Linked DNA regions of Anas platyrhynchos: region 2 is linked to region 1. Evidence: chromatin contacts called from public Hi-C data. All regions are on one chromosome and are shown on one strand. The core of a region is the stretch at or near the end of the contact, and the rest is flanking DNA. Distances in the headings are between cores, read along the strand shown. Region 1 has its middle 9.5 kb from the start of BTG1. Region 2 has its middle 82 kb from the start of BTG1.

Region 1 (6,706 bases), core at 3,343-5,842:
GGGGTAATAGCAGAGGTTATTTTTACACGTTTCAGATTTACATTCCAATGTGGCATAAAGCGAACATTGTGAAGCAGGATGTTAATTCAGTGGCTTTCAAAGGTTGGTAGAGCAAGCTGGGCTTTGACAGTAAGTGCTGTATTAATGGTTAGCAGTGACAATTTCATCAACAAAGGAATTGCAGGCTATAATTAACATCAGTTGCTTTGACACTGTGCTCTTAATGTATGGTTTCAACCTTTCTTTCAGTAGCAGTTGGAGAATGCACTGTGACAAATTATTGCTGATACAAAGTAGGTCAACAGTAAAATGGCTGACTTACCATCAATGAACACATCTAAATTATTGCAACTTCGTGTCCAGTGGAGCTTTCTTAGTGGTTAAATCTTTTGTGTCCTCCTATTTTTGAAGCGTGAACCTTGTGTACAGCTTTTCCTAACTCCTTATTTCCTAACCATTTAATGTTTTTGTTTAAACAAGAACATTTTGTCCCAGCTGCTGGGAAGAAATCCACACAAGTAGTAATACTGCATGTGTGACAACAGATTCTTGTAATAATTGTAATCCAGTAACAGCAAAGCTGGCACAGAGGAATGAGCCTCAGCTAATGAAAACAAGTAAAATCCCACATCTCTGGGTTTTGACGTGTTCACTGAAAGTCACCCACTTGTGAAAACACAAGGGAAGGGAATAGGACTGTGATGATATTGGATGAGAAAATAATACGTGCACAGGGAAGTGCTTTTACCTTGAGAGTCCCGTGATCAGCTGCTCAATGTCTCATCACAGCTTTCAATGACCTTTTAAAAGTTTTCTTGAGAGGTGTAGCTTTATCTGATGCTTTTATCTCTGGGATGTCAGGAAATGGCCTCTAGCTTTGCAGTTTCTCTGGGGCATTGTAAAAGCCAGTATGATTGTGTTATGTGCTGATGATATAACTGAATAAAATTATAAACAACTATTTAATCCAGTAGGATTGTAAGGACGCAAGGGAAGAGAACTTTAGCATTCCTGGAACAACCTTGAATGTACGCAAGGAGCAGCAGTGTCTGCAACAAACAATAGGGGCAGGGCTGGAGGATGCTGCTCAGCTTTTACTGCTGCATTCCAAGACTCAGCACTCGCCCAAATCGGCTGTAACATGGAGCTAGGACTTGGGCACAGCTTCGAACTCCAAGATCAAGTTAAAGATGGGTTTCTAGTGCCGAGAGTATCACTGATTGACATGGGTTGCAACTGAGAAACTCCAACAATGTGCCCTTGCTGTTCTGTGTTCTAAAAAAAATCCATTAGTTTCACTTTTTATAACCTAAAACCAAGTAATGATGGGTGTCTGTCTTGGTGTTCTACTGGCTAATTAACAGGTTAATTAACAAGCTTTTTTGTACTATGAGAAGAATTCTGAAAGATAACATTCCCTTTTTGCACTCTTTCCTTCCATCTTGAAGTTTAAACTAGTTCTAATATATGCATACATATACACAAAGGCACACAAATTTCTTGTATAAATATATACTTATTTAATAATTAAAGTCTTTTCAGTGGGTCACTGTAAGTCCCTGCTTCTTGAGATTTAATTCACAGGTCACTGCAGATGTTCTGAAGACTTGAAATACACGTGCGTGTGTGTGTGTGTGGGGGGGGGGAATGATTCCCCTTATTCAATTCTGGTTCCTTAATACATTAGTATTAACAGGAAAGTGTATTCCTGTTTTTCTGTTTCAATTTTATACGTGTGAGTTTGCAGCTCAATTCAGTTTGCTTATTAGTTGAGCACGTTTTCAAGATTTTTTCTGTAGTGTTTAAAAAAAAAAACAAAAACAAAAACAAATTGTAGTTATGTAAGGGATTATTTGCAATATTTTAATCAATTTAATACAAGGTTGAAATTAAATGAAGATAAAACTAAGATGCTTTTAGAATTTTAGTTGTATTCATGCTAAAGCTTTGTAACACAGGAGAGAGATTTCTTGACTTCGTGGTGAGCAGTTATCAGCAAAAGGTCCATTTCAGCTGAACCTACCACCCTTCCTAGATGAATACATCAGAATAGTTGCTTCTGTTCAGTAACATTTATGTTCAGTGATGTGTAAATCAGGAATTGGTTTACAAGTATGAAAGGCTCTATATCGTAAGTGCAAAATAAAATCAAGCAATCCATCTTTGGTACACTTAATGTTATAAATTTATACCACTGACATTAACCAACCTTTGCAATTGCACCCCTAAATTTAACTTGTTATTAATCTATTTTTTAGCCCTTAACTGTGTGCTTCCTTTCTCATTTACCACCTATAGTCTAACTCCCTGGCTTGCAGTCAGTGTAAAATCATTCTGTTTGTAGATTTCAGATCAGTAGAGAAAAATAAGGTAGTGGAAATGGCAATATCAGTCTGAATCATGATGACATTAAAGAAAATGATAAATTTAGTGCTGTGTTTGTAAAGGATCTGATTCTCTGTGACTAAGGTACCAGACTATAAATTTTTATGGTATTTATCACACTTTATATATTTAACCTGAGTGAGGCTTTTGTAATAAGACTGAGTTTGCATGTTGCAAATATAGAGGTGTTTTTCAGGGGGACACCTGAACAAATACATTGTCTTGATTGTTCATGTAAATGTTCCTGTGAATCAAAGATGCTCCACAAATGACAAGTCCTGCATCACAAACATCAGAACACTGGCTCTGAATACTGCCGGTGATATTTTCCACAGTTATTCAATAGAAAAATATGTGCCTGTCATTCAAATTTGAAATCACTACTAGCTGAGCTTACTGAAGTTGAAGAAGTTATTTTCAAGCCAAGCTGATGTGTGTACAAAATGTCTCTGAATTATAAAACTGATGTAACCCTATGATAAATTCTGCAATTCAAATTTGCTGATTTCCTTTTCTTGCCCTTTCTTGGTACATGCTCCTAACTACCGCAACATCCTTTTGTAATCAGTTTGCAATCAATAAAAGGAAGATTTCAAATGGGATTTGCACTTTTCAAATCTAAGACCCCAGCCTTTGTGCATCCCTAATTTCACCGTTCTGAGTACTCCTGACTTACTCATGTGAATACGTCATCTGCCATTTAGTATTTTATGAGATCAGCTATGTGTCAAAAGCCTTCTCAGTGAGGCAGAAAATGTGTTTTTTATTATTTCCATAGGCACTGGAAGGCACATTCAAATCTTTATTATTGACTGAAAAGAAAATTTCCTCTTATTACCGAAGAATAGGGACAGTGAATAGGCTGAAAAGTGAATGCTGCACACCTACTGCATCATGATCTCATTCTCAACATGATTGCCTCGGTGCTTGCCAGTTCCAGTGCTCATGAGTCACACTCCAGTATGTGATTTACTTAAAAGCAATAAATGTCAGCACTTTTATTTACAATCTGCCTTTGAAGATTTGGAAGTCATAACTTCAACATTTTTTTTTTCTACAACTATGAAGACTAGAAATGATCTTTACCTTTTTCTTTTAAATGAAAGATGAAAGCCTTGACTGATGTATTAGTAGGTCTGACCTAGCTGCAGTGGGCTATGTTACTATCCAAATCCAGACTTTCCACTGCTTTGCCAGAAATTACCATTCTGGTAAGAGGGGTGGCAGAAAGTGTATCTGGTATGTTTCTTGTTTTTTTCTGATTCTTGCTCAACATGAGCTGAAGTTGTTACAGTGGCTAGATTTGTGCCATTCTAGACTCCATCACACGAGATAGGGGCCCAGTGCTGCTCTCACATCTGCTGGGGAGATGGTGGCCTCTGGCAGATGGCTGGGCTGTTGGGGACGTGATCATAACGCCCAGACGCGTGAGTCTTGCAAGCTGCTGTTGCCACCTGACTCCAAGAGCTGGGACGTATGAAGCAAGCACGCTTGTGCTGAGATGTCAGGAAAGGGTCATGTATGGGCTGTGGGGGAGGGAAGGGAGTGGAGGGAGCAAAGACCAGACAAATAATCCGTACAGTGAGTCAGTGGGAGAGAACGGGATGTAATTCCAGCCTAATCGTGACTCACAGACGTATTGTTTATAGTCCTTGAGAGAGTGTCTGATCACGTGGGCTGTAATATACACATTTATATGCTGTCCTTTGAGACAAATACGGGAATTTATGAATAAAAAATAAAATAAAGTTCCCCAAACCAAGCTTATAATTTTGGTTTACCCCCTTTTTTTTTTTTTTTTTTTTTTTTTTTTTTTTTTTTTGTGTGTGTGTGTGTGTGTGTGTATGTGAAAGTTTCCATTTATTCTAAATCACATTGCCTCGGGCTGCTATGCTAGTAAGCTTGGTAAATTTTTCTTTGAACTGTTTGCTAGGAATCACGTAAGCCTTGTAGAGCTGCCTTTAGGACACCTATGTGTCTTAAAATACAGGAAAGTGGGGTGCAGCTCTGCAGCGTTCATGTTACCTGCTTGTTAGGTGGCACAGCAGTGGTGCCTTGGGAACCTGACTTGGCACATGCACAATTCAGTGGATAATCCTATCCTTCATCTTCACAGTCCTTGAGTTTGGTATGTGTTTGACTGCATCTACTGTTAGGATATATTGCTTGAGTCCAAGATAAAAGACAGTGCTGATTTCCAGGAATTAGGTTCACAAGTGGCCATTTTCTCCACAGCCTGCTTTCCAGACATAGCTGTGGGCAGTGTGGATTCAGTCTGGGTTGCAGATAAAATACAGTCAAGGATAGGGGAGCTGCAGTGATAAAAAAGGTGAAGTCATTCTATCGGGATGTAAAGTGGTAGTAATATAAACTATAAAAAGGACTTTTAGACTAATGATTTCTAAAAACATAAACCCTTCCAATGCAAATTACTCTGGGAGAGGTAATTGTGGTTTGTTGGCTGTCCCAGTGTTGGACCTGCACACTGCTTTACCTTCTCCAGAAAGTTCAGGTTGCTAAAAACATTTACCAGCTCTGTTGCTTACATGCTGCATGTATGTAAAGTTTCACCCATATACAGGTACAAGAAGCTTAATTGTTGCTATGAAAGAGGACTTTGCAGTGGCTTAAAATATTTTTTAAAAATCTGCAAATACCTTGGTATGGTTAAACAATGATAACTGGATAATATTTATGCAATAGTTGTGGATACATACAAAGGCAAGAAAGCACTCTCTCTTCTCCCTGGAAGCTTGCAGAGAATTCTTATATTTCAGCTTTTTATGTGAAGTTCTGGCTTTTGGAAAAAATGGGAATGAAAGTAGAGAACTGGAGAAACTTGACTGTGGAAGGTAAAATGAAAGTTAGGACATTAAATCTCACTTATAATATCCTTAAACTACGAATAAATGTCCTCTTATGAACTAACTTGGCATTGACATCATCAGTTTGAGTGGAAATTAATTTCTTTGTTTTTTATCAGGAGAGGCTGATCTGCAGGTGGGGAAAGTAATTTCAGAGAGGCTTGTCACTTCTTTCACTAGCACCTTGCACCCATCCAAGAATGCCTCTTCAAGGCCTGTTGGCTTCTCTCTCCCAATATCAGCTCTCTCCAGTTGTGTCCATGCCTGAGTTTGAGGCCTCTTTCCTAGGCTCTGCTTCAGGTCAATAAAGAGAAACAGACTTTCTTTATGGAAAATCCTCAAACTAATTGCAGCAGCCTGTGCTAGAAGGGATGTGCTCTTAAAGAGACACTGGTTTCTTTCCTTCATAGGAAGAAGGTGAGAGAACTTGTTCAGAAATCACCGACTCCACCAGGTTAGGAAAGTCACACACCAGTCTTCTGAACAAAGTCCTTCGGGTGATTGTTTAAGGATTATTTAACTTGAATTGCACTGATTAGATACCTACAACTACTTTATTCACTGTTAATACCCCTAAAGAAGAACATCTTGCCGTTCTCACATGTTTCTTTTGCAGTCCAGTGGAATTGAAGTACCTTAGAGGAAATCATCAGCAATATGTTTCCTGAATTTCAGGAACATGCACTCAAGTAGTGGGAACAGTGGAAAAGTATTTCTGAGAAGTTGCAGGGTATGGCTCGTCTCATGGCAGCTTCCCGTGCTCTGTGAACATGGGCTGCCCAACCTACTCTTGGGGGGGGGGAGGGGAGGGGTATGTAGATGAACACTTCTCCCCAGGAATATTTCTTTTAATTCTCTTCTCACTCTCACTTTTTTGAAGTCAGTTCCTAAACACAGGGAGTTTTGCTAACCAAGCAAAACTCTCTGAACATAAAACTAGAGCTTCTAAGTGCAGCTTCCTTTCAAAAAGCACACTCTAAGAGGACCTAAACACATCTGTGTTTTTCGTATTGGCTGTATTGAGTTTACACATAAAACATGTGGCTTTGTTCCAGCTGCCAGGTGCTCAGCTGCAGCCCCAGGTTGGAGCCCAGCCAGACTCTTGCTCTGCAGCAGGAGTGGCTGTGGGCAGATGCTTTGCCCTCCCAGCCGTGTTATAGCCCCAAGTCAATTGTGCCGTGCTTGGAGAGGAGAAGCTGGGTGCCAATAAACCCTTTGAGGAATCACAGGATGGGGTTCTCTGCTTCTTTCAAGCAGTGTTGTAGGTCCAGAGGAATAGAAACACTACCAGGATGCAAGGGACATACTTCCATTGCATCCAGGGTGGCTGGTGAAGAGAGCTGCTGGCACTTTAACATAGTTGTTCTTCTGAGGCAAACTGCTGGGCAGTAGATGCTGCTGGTAGTACTATGCAGTCCTGCAAGGGCTGTGTGTGCCATGGGAGCAGTTTTCCCAGC
Region 2 (7,036 bases), core at 432-2,931, 69 kb after region 1:
CAATGACGCATCTGAATGGGTGGTAGACTGACAGAACCATGGTTGCCTAAGTCTGTTCAGGAAACAACATCATAAAGGACAGATGCTGAAGAACCCTTTTTAAGGGAATGGTGCAGTGGCTGAAGCATGTGTGAGGACTGGAGATCTTCCAGTCTGTTCTTTGTACCCAAGACTGTTTCTGGAAGCAATCATCTAATAGAACTCACTAAGTTATAGAGTTCTGATAGAACTCACTCATATATATCTTATATCTCTCATCATCCCTCTTACAGAACATCTCTACAGAACTTATGCTGCTGTACACAAATCCTATTCTTCCCTCTCCATCCCAAAGGTGTCACATTTGTTGTCACTTTCACTGCCTCAACCCCTTGAAGAAACCTCTAGAAGGGTAAATAAATGTACTCAGAACAAGAAAAATAAATAGCGCAATTCAGTGATTCTGGTAAATGGCAAGGATATCTCCAACAATCTTCTACATGGAGTTGTGGAACTGAGGCAAGGGACTTGGGCAGCAGTGAAAAAAATGTAAACTGTTTGGAGATGCAGGTCATGCTGTCAGGAAGATTAAGGATTAAATCAATGTTATTTTTTCCCCCTTTTCTTCAAGTATTATAATAAGCCTCAGGCTTTCCTTCTTGTTAAAGACATCCCAGAATGCAACACTTTGGGATGTCACAGATACCCGTATCTCTTGCAAATTTTTCCATTACAAAGTGCTCTGAAATAATCGCATTGTAAATAGATTATCTCATTCTGACAAAATGCTGGAAATAAGAGGTCTTCTAAGAATCTGGAATTTCCATATATATATATATATATATTTTTTTTTTTTTTTAAGTGGGATGGATTTTTTCTTACTTTGTTCATCCCCATTACTTGAGGGAAGGAAAATCAACAGAATTTCTGAAACAAATTTCATTTTTACGTCTGTTTTGCAACTCACTCTTTGTGTTTGTTCGTTATGATTATTTCCTATGAATATGGAGTAGTCCCTTGAATGTACAAAAAATCTCTGATGTCTCCAAGATCAGCAAGTGTATATTAAAGACTTCTTTCATGAATCAAGTAAACTGTTGGAAAAAAGCTGCTATCTCAGTCTACAGTTGTTGGCATTCTCCCATAACGGAGTTTTCCTCTTTGGGTTACATTAGATATTGCAATACATGCATCAGCTGAGTTGAAAGGAAAGGAATTCATAGAAGAATTTTGAGCACACAAAAATGCAATCTTTGCATTCGCCTTTAGCAGGACAAGAAGGTTTTAATGTGCAGGAAAAATATGTTGGAAAATTACCTAAGCCAGACAAAACATTTTATCAAAACTCTGCTATTTGGTAGTATTTTATAAAACAAAAAATGGCAGCTGAAAGGAAAGGAAAGGTAAAATGTAAACTGATAGGTTTGTTAGTTTTGGGCAGCATATTTAAACCATGCCTTGAGTACAAACAGAATGCTGGCATTCTGTGGTAGGCTATAATTGGAATGGTTTGCTTGAAAAATTATACTTTTTATCTGTTTCAGAAAGCAAAGAAACTTTCCAGTCCTTTATAAAACTATTTTGAAATTCCAGCCTAACATCAGCTAAAAACTGCCAGAAGGCAAAGCAGAGATTGCAACTGGGGTAGAGGGCTACTATCACTGGCCTTTACACCTCCTGCTCTGCTCCAGAGAATCAGGTTAGTCCTTTTTTTCCTGCTGGGTGCAAACAGGGGAAGAAAACAACAGGATTTCCAAGTCAGCACAGGAGGAAGGCCCAAGACAGCTTTACATTACTCCTCAGCCATTCCCAGTTGCACTCACAGGCAGTGAGTGTGCCAAATGCTGCTCCACCAAGCAGACAGCATAGACTTGCAGCAGTCAGGCCCTCTTCAGAAATTTTCAAGTTTAAATGACTTCTAGAACAGAAAGAAAGAAAGACACAAACAAACAAAAAATCCAGAAAGATACAGATAGGATTTTGCATGCTACTATCAGAGCAATAAACAGATGCATTCATATCTGCATTTACTTGTTAGATTTTTTTCTACCCTTATTTTTAGAAAATGTTTTTGCTGACAAATTGGAAACATCGTACAAAATGGTCATGTGTATAAAAAGAAATATGAAAATGTACTTCTGCAAATCATTATTATTTGGTATAAATATTCAAAACTAACAAATATTCTTTGTGTTAAAATCCCCCTGCTTTCTGAATTTGGTTTCAGAGTCACCCTATATATCTTGCTTTAAAATTTTTGAAAAATCTCAGAATGTCTAAAGTAAAAGAAATAAAAATAAAAAATCTAATTTACCAACTGTAGCTACTATGAAAGCTGTTCTTACTGCTGTGATTATTCCTCTTTAATGCAGCCTGTTTGGAAATCCTGGGGAGATAGTTTGTGCTCCCTCTGAGAAGTACTATTTTTTTAAAGATTCAGTCTTAAAAAGAAGATGTTTGTAATCATTTGTAATTGTAGCCTAAAAATTCAACTGTTTCACTAGCTAGACACTTTTTAATAGTTTAAGCTTTTTCAGAAGCCATATTGCTCCTCTATCTATATTTTCAAAGCATTTTCCAGGCACATTGTGGTTGGGTAGAAGTAAACTTTATGAGCAGCCCTTAGCTATTAGCACCGTTTGTTTGATATGTATGACAAACCTTGCTTTTTGAACTGCAAATATGTGGTTTAGAATTAAGTAAAAATTAGCATATTTCTGCACCATTTTAACATTACCGTTCCCACATTATATTAATACTATAAAACGTAGATTTGATGCTTTTCACAATTCTATTTTCAAATAAATTTATCTGAATAGTCCATATTTTTAAAATCTTATTCTAAGGCTAAGTCTGGGTCCATAAAATGAGGGGTTCTTTTGCTTTGGTTTCGGTTAGAGAAACAGGACAAGAGGAAATGCTGAAAACTGGTCTACTACATGTACAGGTGTTCTTCCACTCTTATTGAAAAATCTGATCAAGAAGAGTGAGTTCAGCTACATGTAAAACTGAAAAGAGATAAGAAAAGCTTACGTGGCTAACAGGAACTGAATTAACCAGTATGTGCAACTACAAATTGACATTTTCATATGATTTCCAGAGCATTAAATCATGATGTAAATGATTCTGGACCTTGAAATCTCCAGGTAGAATTCTACTGTGTTACTGCAGCTAACAGAAATGAAAAAAAGCACAAGCATGGAAGGGTGTGATGAAGATGACACATTTTAAACAACAGACAATGGGAACAGAGGCCTCAGAAGGAGATAAATGTTGTTATCTGGAAGGCCTTAGCACAGAAAATCACGAGAGAATCATATAAAGATTAACAGTTTTCAAGGTTTGATCAATCCTTTTTGTTACAACACTTGTCCTCTCAATTGTACTGCATATTTGGATAGCAGGCTTCTACTGTTTAGCAAATGCCTTTAGCTATACATAGTAGAGTCAGACAATCTCACTGGTTAAAATGGTCCTGGTGTGTACTGATAAAACCCTCAAACCAATAATATCTTTGAGATGTCTTAGTGTTTTCACATGTATACATGAGCAGCTCTGTCATCTCCTGTGCATTCTTGTGGCTTGTGTTGTCTGGGGTGAGGGGAAGAAATTAAATCCAAATCCAAAAAAATCTTGTGAGACTTAACACTATGGCAGATCAACAAACTTAAACTGGCATGTTAACATTTGACAGATTGGTAAGCTACTTGAAAGGAAAGAGGATCTGAATATTAGTCACATGTACTGCAGATAAAGAAAATAGGCCTGCTGACGAAAACAAGAAAATATTTTGCTGATAAACACCTATACATTCACCATGCAAAGCTTTCTATAAACTAGATAATGTGTTTTAACAACATTGTAGCTATATAGCCAATACACTTGGGCATAACAGCTTTCCCTGGTGAAAACAATATCCACTTGGAGAATTATTTGATAATGCATTTATGAGCAACTCTAATGGTTTCAGCAGAATGTAGATCTTAATTCGGACTGCTTAGTGTTTTTTTCCCTTTTCAAATATAATAATATTCTTGTATAGCCAGCGATAATCACATCTGATAAGAGAATCATCTTTTTGTAATAGACTTTTGTAATAGACTTTTGATCATGTGTCATCATGTCCCATCCTTTTTTTTTTTTTGTTTTAAACATTTTCACATTTTCATTCTGCTGGTTTGCTGAAAATTATTTGAGATAGCTACTTAAAGAAAAAAAAAACAAAAACAAACAAAAACAAACAAAAAAAAAAAAAAAAAAAAAAAACCCCGATCTATCTTATAATATATTTGTATATTCAGAAAGTCTGTTATGGTATAGTTCTACCTGGAGTTTTTTTGTTTGTTTGTTTGTTTTGTTCTGTTTTTTTTTTGTTTTTTTTTTTTTTGCTAATGTCATTCTAATCATAAAGTGGATGATAAAAAAGTTCAGTTCTATTCAGTATTTTCTTACACCCAAGTGAGTTTTACATCCCAAGATGAGCTTTAGGAAATTTAGATATCTGGATATTTTTCTATTTCAACAGAACAACAGTATTGTTGCATAGAGTGAAATCTTTTTGTTTTGGCTGACTAAAAAGATACATATTATATCTGAAAACCCAAATAACTTCTATTTGTTTTTCTGTAATGTAGAAGTAATTTCCCAGTATTTTAGTGTTCTGATTTTCTTCTGACTGTAAGTAGATAGCTAGTCATATCTGAAGGGATGTTACCAAAGTGTGAGTGCTTTTAAATAAAAAAAATCTTAAAGTAACACAGTCTGAATCTTCAAGTTTAATTTATTAAAAAAAAAAAAATAAAAGGAAAGAAATGGAACTTTTCAAAGAAACTGGAATAGAGATTGTTTCTAAGGACTTTTCATTTTTGTCATAGACTTTCAGAAATGCTAGGCAGTCATGAAGAATGCACCGTGATCTTCAGAAATCAGTATTATTTACATATGATCTGCTATCTCCCTCAAAAAGGTTGTCTAGATCTTCTGACATTGCTGCTATGGTTTTTATGGGAAGAGTGCAGTCATGACTCTGCAAAATCAAGAGGGTCTTTAACAGAGAGAGATACTATTCAGTATTAAATATTTTTCTGCCCACTCATCCCCATCACTGCATTGCCATTTCAGATGAATCACTCTTCAGTACACTGTTATCTTTGCATTAAGCAATGATAAATATCTTAGGCTGTACCTTGTACTTTATGACTACCACTTCAACACAGCTGTTTCCATGGAAATAGGATGATTAGTTCATTGCATTGACTTACTGCCCTGATTTTTTTCCCTCTTTTGCAACACCCCAAATATTTGATAGTTTCCTAGTTAAAAAATTCTCTATTCTACATACACAATTTCAGAGATTCCTCTATAACTTCTGTCTGAGCAGTAGCAGCTCTTATAGGAAAAAAAAAAAAAAAAAAGAAAAAAGCATCTATGAAAAAGCATCTATGCTTAAATTTGATTGTAAGTGATAGTGAATCTGCCAAAATATTAGGGAAACTGTTCCAAAGTTTGATTGGGGTCACTACTGTTATATTTAGTTTCATTTTCCAGCTTCAACTGGTTCAAAATTTACCTTTTTCAGTCTTCAAGACCCACACCCGTTCTCCTCAGATTGTCTAAGATAACAAATGATGTCCCTGAGTACTGCTTCAGCAAGTTGTTTAAGTCCCATAGGGCAAATTTCATCAGAACTTGTTGACGTAAAGCAATCTAGCCTATGTAAATTCTTTCTAGCCTGGTCTATTCTCTACCCTTTTCTTTCCCTGTTCTAATCTGAGTTTTCACTCCATCATCACTGACGTTAAATGTGATATCTGCATGATTGCCATTGACCTTCTTATTGAGGAAGGGAACAAAACAGAAATTAAACATTTGTGTTTTCTTAATTCATTTGTCAACTTTTCTTCTTCTTACTACTGATTTTATTACCAAATGACTATGACTCACCTCTCTTTACTCATTCTATACAGTGCCCTTTATTCTCTTGCCCCCATGTCTGTGCTCTTCTTTCATATTCATTCTTATTACTCTGCCTAGTTTCCACTTTCTTACTGTGCCACTACTAGATCTGAGGCTATTAAACAACATAAGGTTTGGCCAGTAGTGCTCTTTCTGTTTTTTATTCCCTCTCGACGTTGAAACAGCTTGTATCTGAGTCCTAAAAATTGTTCGAGAAATTGCTTGCAGTCCTTACATGTTTTGTTGTTGTTCTTTTTTTTTTTTTTTGTTTTGTTTTTTTTTTGTTTTTGTTTTTGTTTTTTTTTTTTTTTGTTCATCTTTCAATTGTCTCTTGTAAACTTTGGGATTTAATCTTTTCAATCTCTACATGTACTGACCTCTGCCTCTTGAATTTCCCTGGTGTTTTTGCTGTTCCCATCCACCCCTTTGTAAAGATCCTGAACTACAATTTCATGGTGATTTTCACCTAAGTCACTTATCAACTTTTTATCCTCAATTAGTCCTGTCCTACTAGAATTCCTCTCCTCCACTGCTTCCAACACACTCAGAACTGTCACCTGTCCATATATTGCCATTTTATTTTCCCAATGAAAAGATGACTGATTAAAATTCCCCAGGCAGACCCTGATCTTTTGATGGAAGCTTGTATAAAGCTTTATACTCTTGATCATCTATCTATTCATGGTGGTCGGCCTTGTCCTCCATTTTAGTTCCTGTGTTTGGTCCACTTTCTATTGGCACTTGTTTCATCAGGCTTACCCTGTGATTTCAAGTCATTTTATTCACTTTCCTCATATGTCCTTAATGAGCAATCTGTATTCTAGGATTTTTTCAGCTTATGAATTACAGGAAGTCTTTATTATGCCAGGTAAATCACATTTTTGATCATGTTGCAAGAATACATATATATATTTTTCTGATTATTCTTGCAGTGGTCTATACACATACAAGGTTTTCAGCACTTTCTCTTGTTCCTATTTTGATCCTGTCATTATAGGTGGCCACTTGTCTCCTCTTAGAAGTTTACCCTAAAACTACCCCAATAAGGTTAGCAAAACCTATGAATAATGATATTTTTGTTTTTCAAAGATGTACTGCACTG

Evidence for each region. A called contact is a pair of places that touch in the nucleus more often than the background predicts.
Region 2: a contact with region 1 is called in a Hi-C map of small yellow follicle, with 3 times the contacts expected there. The contact joins two enhancer-like sites.

What each region holds. Positions count from the first base shown.
Region 1 is chr1:48,036,354-48,043,059 of IASCAAS_PekinDuck_T2T, forward strand. No RefSeq gene overlaps it. Among named protein-coding and RNA genes, the nearest start is that of BTG1, 9.5 kb to the left of the region's middle. Within about 2 kb of position 4,593, at least 8 of the 8 cell types and tissues checked have an H3K27ac peak or open chromatin away from gene starts, as enhancers often do. A contact at or near this core is called in small yellow follicle, where this site is marked.
Region 2 is chr1:48,108,595-48,115,630 of IASCAAS_PekinDuck_T2T, forward strand. No RefSeq gene overlaps it. Among named protein-coding and RNA genes, the nearest start is that of BTG1, 82 kb to the left of the region's middle. Within about 2 kb of position 1,682, at least 1 of the 8 cell types and tissues checked has an H3K27ac peak or open chromatin away from gene starts, as enhancers often do. A contact at or near this core is called in small yellow follicle, where this site is marked.